Linked DNA regions of Mus musculus: region 1 is linked to region 2. A link is a contact called in public HiChIP or PLAC-seq data. All regions are on one chromosome and are shown on one strand. Each heading gives the region's core, a stretch centred on a gene start, on an enhancer-like site or on the middle of the called end of the contact. The rest is flanking DNA. Distances are from core to core; before and after follow the strand shown. Region 1 holds the start of Camta2 (calmodulin binding transcription activator 2). Region 2 holds the start of Trp53 (transformation related protein 53).

The links. HiChIP or PLAC-seq counts read pairs in DNA pulled down with a chosen protein or histone mark.
Region 1: an HNF4G HiChIP or PLAC-seq map of pancreatic cancer cells shows a contact between it and region 2. The contact joins the promoter of Camta2 here to the promoter of Trp53 in region 2. A contact is called at or near these places in 1 of 39 promoter capture datasets (pre-B cells) and 1 of 115 datasets of contacts at active chromatin or transcription factors (pancreatic cancer cells).

The regions. Positions count from the first base shown.
Region 1 is chr11:70,686,385-70,689,465 of GRCm38.p6, reverse strand. It overlaps Camta2 (calmodulin binding transcription activator 2), which reads left to right and starts at 1,361. Exons shown (of 23, transcript NM_001190376.1): 1 at 1,361-1,580; 2 at 3,025-3,081. It overlaps Inca1 (inhibitor of CDK, cyclin A1 interacting protein 1), which reads left to right. Exons shown (of 7, transcript NM_001252484.1): 6 at 322-481; 7 at 717-1,105. The coding sequence ends at 860.
Region 2 is chr11:69,578,943-69,581,823 of GRCm38.p6, reverse strand. It overlaps Trp53 (transformation related protein 53), which reads right to left and starts at 1,465. Exons shown (of 11, transcript NM_011640.3): 1 at 1,309-1,465. Wrap53 (WD repeat containing, antisense to Trp53) reads left to right here and starts at 2,575. Exons shown (of 10, transcript NM_144824.3): 1 at 2,575-2,881. The coding sequence starts at 2,772.

The DNA.
Region 1 (3,081 bases), core at 112-2,611, 1.1 Mb before region 2:
TTTACCTGCTAAGTCACCTTGCTGACTCTCAAACATGATTTCTATAGTATGGAAAGAAGCAATTGAGGGATGGAAGTCATATAAGCTGGAAGGCGTGACATGGCCCATGATTACAAGAAAGCACATCGTTAATTGGGGGTCACTGTTTGGCCCCTGGATCAAAAATTCTTGTCTGTGAAGAACAAAAAGTTGGGGTGAATTGAAGGTCAGTGGTAGCACCTGTGATTCTCAGCAAGAAGTGCTTCAGGCCAGGGGTGAGGGATGAAGAGACTGGAAGACTGACCTCCAGGCACTAGTCTCCTCCATCTAATGTCTCCACAGACTGAAGAGGGCCCAGTGGGGCAGCTCTGATGCTACACCTGAACTTCCAGCACTTGAAGAGGGCTTTGAACTCCTAAGCACTACAAAATACTTTGACGTGGAAGAAGAGAGGGCAACCTATCCACAGAAAGAGACTTATTCTGTCACTCCCAGAGATCAGGTAAAACTGGAGAGGAACACAGTAAGGTTAGGGAGGAAGTCAATTCATAATCAAATGGGGATGTGGCAGAAGCCAAGAGCCAGGTAGGATAGCTGGTTTAAGGACGAAAAGTGGTCAAGAAACTGAGCTTTTGAGGGTATGTGCCTGAATTTGGCAATTAAGAAATCTGGAGAGAGTCCTGTTTTTCCATTCTTGCTTTTCTTATCCCCTTGCTCTCAATTGCTCTCACCTACAGCTGCTTTGGACTCCCTGGACTCCTGTAGGCCAGCAGGGGACTTATGCCTCTGGGCAGCTAAGCTCTTTGACCTACAGCACTGCTACAGCCAGAAAGAACCCCGTTTACGATCCCCAGGCGATGGAGTTGGAGTCTGAGGAGTAGTGGGAAATCATCCAGGCCCAAGCTACGGGACCCAAGATCAATTCAAACATCAGGACTCCCTAGTGCTGGCTTCAGAGCGGATGTTTTCTATCTCTGTTGTCTCCATCCCATAGCGTAGGCATTCACAGCCCACTTGAGTTCCTATCTAACTGCCCAGTACACTCGCAGCCGGGTTTTTCTCTAGGCCAGAACCTGGTCTTGTGTTCTCTCTGTTCTGTTATTAAAGAGCACCAAATAGTCTTGTTTCTGTGCGAGGTAGTGATGGAAGGGGAATGAAAAGGCGGACTCCGTTGATTTTTTTGAGGATTCAGGACAATGAAGTTAGGCTAGGTCCCTAAATTTGCCGAGTCTCGCCCGAGGCCAGAAGAATTCTGCATTCTCAAGCACTCTCCTTTGCCTCCAGGGCTCTGGCCCTGGACCTCTGCCCACGCCCCATCCTCCTGCGCCCACAAGTCACGTCAATCGGCCGAGCTTCCGCCTCCGGATCCCGGTTCTCCTCAGCGCTATTGCCTCTTTAGGGACGGTCCAGCAGCGCGTCTCGTAGACTGGCCCAGAGTCCCAAGTGTGCTGACCCCAGGTTCCCTTCCCGACCCCCGTTCCCTTAATTGGGAGGCCCCGCCCCGTGCGCACTGACGTCGAACGCCGCTGTCAGCCGGCGCTAGGGGGGGTCGGTTTGGGGTAGAATGGCCGCTGCCGCCGTCACCCGCGGGACCCCGGGAGGTAAGAGCCAGGGCCTCTAGCCCGCCTCTCCGCCCCCGCGCCAGGGGGCGCAGCTCCACGCGGCCCGGGTGTGGAGCGCGGCGCTGGGGACCACCGTCCCTCCACCCCGTTTGCCCCCACCTCACCGCTTCCGTCCTCTTTCCCCGCGCCAGGGGGCGCCGCTAGGCGCAGGGCCCCTTCACGGATCAGAGAGTGCGGGGAGAGTCCCCAGACCCCCTCCCCGGTCTCCCGCACTGCCCCTTGCTGCCAGGTGTTCATGAACTCTGCTCAGCTGCTTCTCCAGAACATCCGGGTTTGCGGGCGGGACCCCCTCCCACCTCCGGGGTTCTCCCAGGACCCCTGCCCCCTTTGGGGAGAGCATCCCACCCCCGGCGACAGTCTTAGACCACCGCTCTCAGGCCCGCAGTCTCATCCGGCTCCAGCTCTGCACCCTGGCAAACTGCCTAGCCAGAGCTGCGCACCTGCACCCTGGGGTGGACTTTTTATCCCAACCCTAGCCTCTCTGCACACCTCCGATCCGATCCTGAATGGGCTTCCACCCCCTCTCCATCCCCGGACACCTGGCAGAACCCGCGCAGAGAGCCTCCTCCAGCTCCCATCTGTTCCTCAAGAGGGCGGAGGCTCAGGCTGGAGCCAGAGCAGTAGAGGGGATATGGTAGGCTGGGAGCCAGAGAAGAAGCAGAGGTTGGGGAAATAGGAGTGTTAGGGTGAAGTAGAATTCTAGCTGCAAAGAGGAAGCCGGCATGTCCCACCCGGAAGCTTACTCCAACATGTCTATTCCAAATTCTCCCAGCCCCTGACCAACCTGAGAGAGAGCACATGAGGTCAGTTATCAGCTCTACCCTTCCTCTTAGAAAAAGTCAGAGAGAGAAGGAAATTGGGGTGTGTCTTCAAAGGCCCAGCTTGTTACCGGACTTGGACTTAGATCTGCTTTCCTTCAGCATCCAGGTTTTCTTGCCAAGCCATCCTCCTCCTAGGACCAGAGCCCCAGCTCTCACAACTTGCCTACCCTTCCCTCTAGCCTTGCTCTCCCTTCCTAAACGTACCCTGAGTTCTTTTTTCTGTTTGATTTTTCCGTGGAGAAATAGATCTACTAACTGACCTCACCTACTCTCTCTCAGGTCGGTCAGGGCCTGTGAGAATCTAGGTTAGACATGCAGGATCCAGCTTCCTGCCCTAGGGAATGCTCCAGCACTGTGAGCATCCCCCACTCATCCCTTTCTTCTGAGCACCCTGTTCTGTCTTGTCTCCCCACTCATGTTGGTTCCTGGTACTATGTTCTTTCATCTCTGTTCTCTGGTTCTGCTGTCACATTCTAGTTCCACATTTTCTTCATCTTTCCCAGATGTCAGCACTGAGTTCTAAACCCCTTTTATCACACCAAGCTCCTCATCTTGGGTTAATGTGGGGGCTTCTTCCATGACCTTATTCTCTCCTTTTCCAGCACAGACTCCCCCTCCCCCCGGCCCCTCAGGCCGGGGGTGACCTGGCCCCCTGGAAC
Region 2 (2,881 bases), core at 216-2,715:
CCCCCGCCTCCCGGTCTACCTATCATTTATTCTTTAGACCGAAACTAAATCTTCAGATGGACAAAAAAATTTACTTCCCGATCCAAGTGCAGTGTGGAAATAGTATTTTTACAAAAGAAAAAAAGGCACGCACGATGTCTGGTGCGCGATAAGAAACTGTAATGAAATGACCTGTTCTAAAAATTGAAGTGGCGGGGACAGGCATAGCCCACGCCCAGGCAGAGTCCCGCCACCTCCCGCTGGGAAGAACCGGATGGTGCGGGCTGACTGCACTTAGGACCGCCGGGCGCCCGGGGCCCAAGCCCGCCCCTTCCGCTTTCAGGACGCGCGGAATGCGTTAAGCAAGGGAATGGCTCACCCTAAAACCGGATACTCGGTAATTTGCTTTTCCGGCAGGAAGAAACGACCTATCGGCGCACTCTTTTAAATAAACACCTCCTCCTTTGCAAAAGCAATAACCAAGTAATCCAGAAAAATAAGATGTCGAGGACAGCAGTTTTCCTCCTCAAACCACAGAACCAGCCTAGAATCCATTTCTCCCCTTTCGCTACTCCCCCGTCGCCGGGCGAGCAGTGATCTGCTCCGAAAACAAGAAACCGGAAATGCTCCTGCAAGCGGCAGAAACGTAAAGGAGCCAAACAATAACAGGGCCGGCGGGCCTTTCAGACCAAGAGGCTGAGTCGGGCCCCGAGGGCAAATACTTCTGGCTAGCACCGCTAGTGCTTCAGGCTTTTCTTGGATTTTCTTCATCTAGCAGGGTCGAGAAGCGGCTGGAAAAAAAAAGAAATCACTCCAGGGACAAAGGTCCGGAAGTTGCGGGACCTTAGCAGCTAAGGCTCCCCGGATCACCCCGATCTCATCCAGGAACGGAACCCAGGGTTTCATTAGGATGCTATGGGGGGTCTTAAGTCTTAAGCTATGAATCTCGAAAAATCTTAAATCCTGGTGCTTTGTGCATGTTATTTCCGGAGCTTCCATCACCTAGCAGCGGGCAGATAAGTGTGTACAACGCGTAGCGGAGAGAAAACCCCTTAGGCCATCTCAGTGGTCCCTATATGCTCTACTTTGCAGGTGCATGACAGTGAGGCTCGTCGGTCCTAACATCATCATCATCAGCTACCCTCACTACAGCATCTGACATATACACTCCCGTTCATCCCGCCCGCCAAGCTTCCATTCCGCCCATCTCCATCGCGCTGAGTCCCCCCACTGCCCCACCCCCAAACCCCACGGTTTTCTCTAGTTTTATGGATGCAAACGGAGAGAGCCAGTGACCGAGAGGTCTCGTCACGCTCATCAATTACTTACCCAGTCTTCGGAGAAGCGTGACACCCTGCTGGGAAGGAGGAGGATGAGGGCCTGAATGCTAGGTGCCCCCTAACTGTAGTCGCTACCTACAGCCAGGATGGTCCCAATGAACTGAAGCTACAGAACTTTAGCCAGGGTGAGCACGTGGGAGGGGAAAGTCCCAATCCCAGCAACCCCCGCGAGACTCCTGGCACAAAGCTGGATAGTCGCCATAACAAGTAAGGGCAAGTCCTTCCGTGGGTTGAGGGCAAGAAATGGAGGCGGGGACTTGCAGAGTCAGGATTCTCCCTGAGATGTTGCCCTCAGCAGGAACGCTTTGTGAAAAGTCGTCTAAGATATAGAGCTGTGAGGGCAAAATGGGTGGAAACCGATTCGGAGGACTCCTGCCTCTGTGTCAAGTATAAAGAGTGGAAAGAATTAAGTTTTTATCGTAAGTGGACCGCCACTGTTCTGAGCTCTGTGCTCTTTCCTATCCAGCTAGATAGTCATAGCCATCTTTTTGGATTTTTAAGACAGAGTCTTTGTAGCCAAGGCTGGCCTGGAATTCGCGGCCGTCTTCCTGCTTTAGGCCTTCCAAGTACAGGGATGAACCAACACGGGCCCCTAAGTTCTTTTTCCCCTCATTAGCTAAAATGTCACTTTAGAAAGGCTTTTCATAGTATCTCAATCTAACGTGTTCTCCGAGATACTTGGTATCGCACCACCGTGTTTAATTTCCTGTACAGTCCTTATCACTCTCTGTAAAGACTGTTTTCACAGCCTTTAATTGCACAGCAACGAAAACTTTATGGAGATTAAGAACTAGAAAACATTGCTATTTTTTTCCCAATGCCTTGTATAGTCCTGGGTTAGGCAGTAAGAACTTGATAATAAATGTCGAATGAATGAAGGGAGGGCGGGGGAGAAAGGGAAAGAGAGGAACAAGAAGGGGGGAGAGATGGGGAGAAAGGAAACCTGAGGTTACGGGATTCAAAACAAGATAGTCAAGAGGGGCAAAAACTGTAGAAATTATGCGCCCTCTGCAGGCCAGGGAGGATAGGCGCTTTAAGAATTACCCCCAGGGGACGGTAGGGGGCGCTCGTGTAGTTTTCGCCAAGGCCCAGAGTTCAGACTACAACTCCCAGAAACCTCTAGGAATTCTCCAGCGCTTGAGGTGTAGGCAAAGTCGTTCCTTCCCGCCTTCCCGCTCGGAATCGGAGGAGGATGCGGAGAGCCTATCGGAAGGTGGCCCGACTCCCGCGAGAGCAAGAAGCCCTGGCGGCGCCTAGCGACCCTAGGCGCTTGGCTTTGGACACTCGTTCCCTGGTGATTGCTTTAGGTTCGGCTTACATTTTCCGGAAGAGGAAAGCGGACTCCGGTCTCTGAGCATCCCTGGGAACGGTAATGCACTCTAGCCTCGGCAGCTGGTAGCCGGCTCAGCGAGACTTGCCCGACCTCTGCCTTCCGGGGGCTTACTCTACAGAATGAAGACGTCGGAGGAGCGACTCTTAGCTCCGGATAGCCTCCCTCCTGACCTGGCCCCAGCTCCGGTACCCCAAGGTTCCCCAGCGGAGAAAAATACAGACTTTGAACC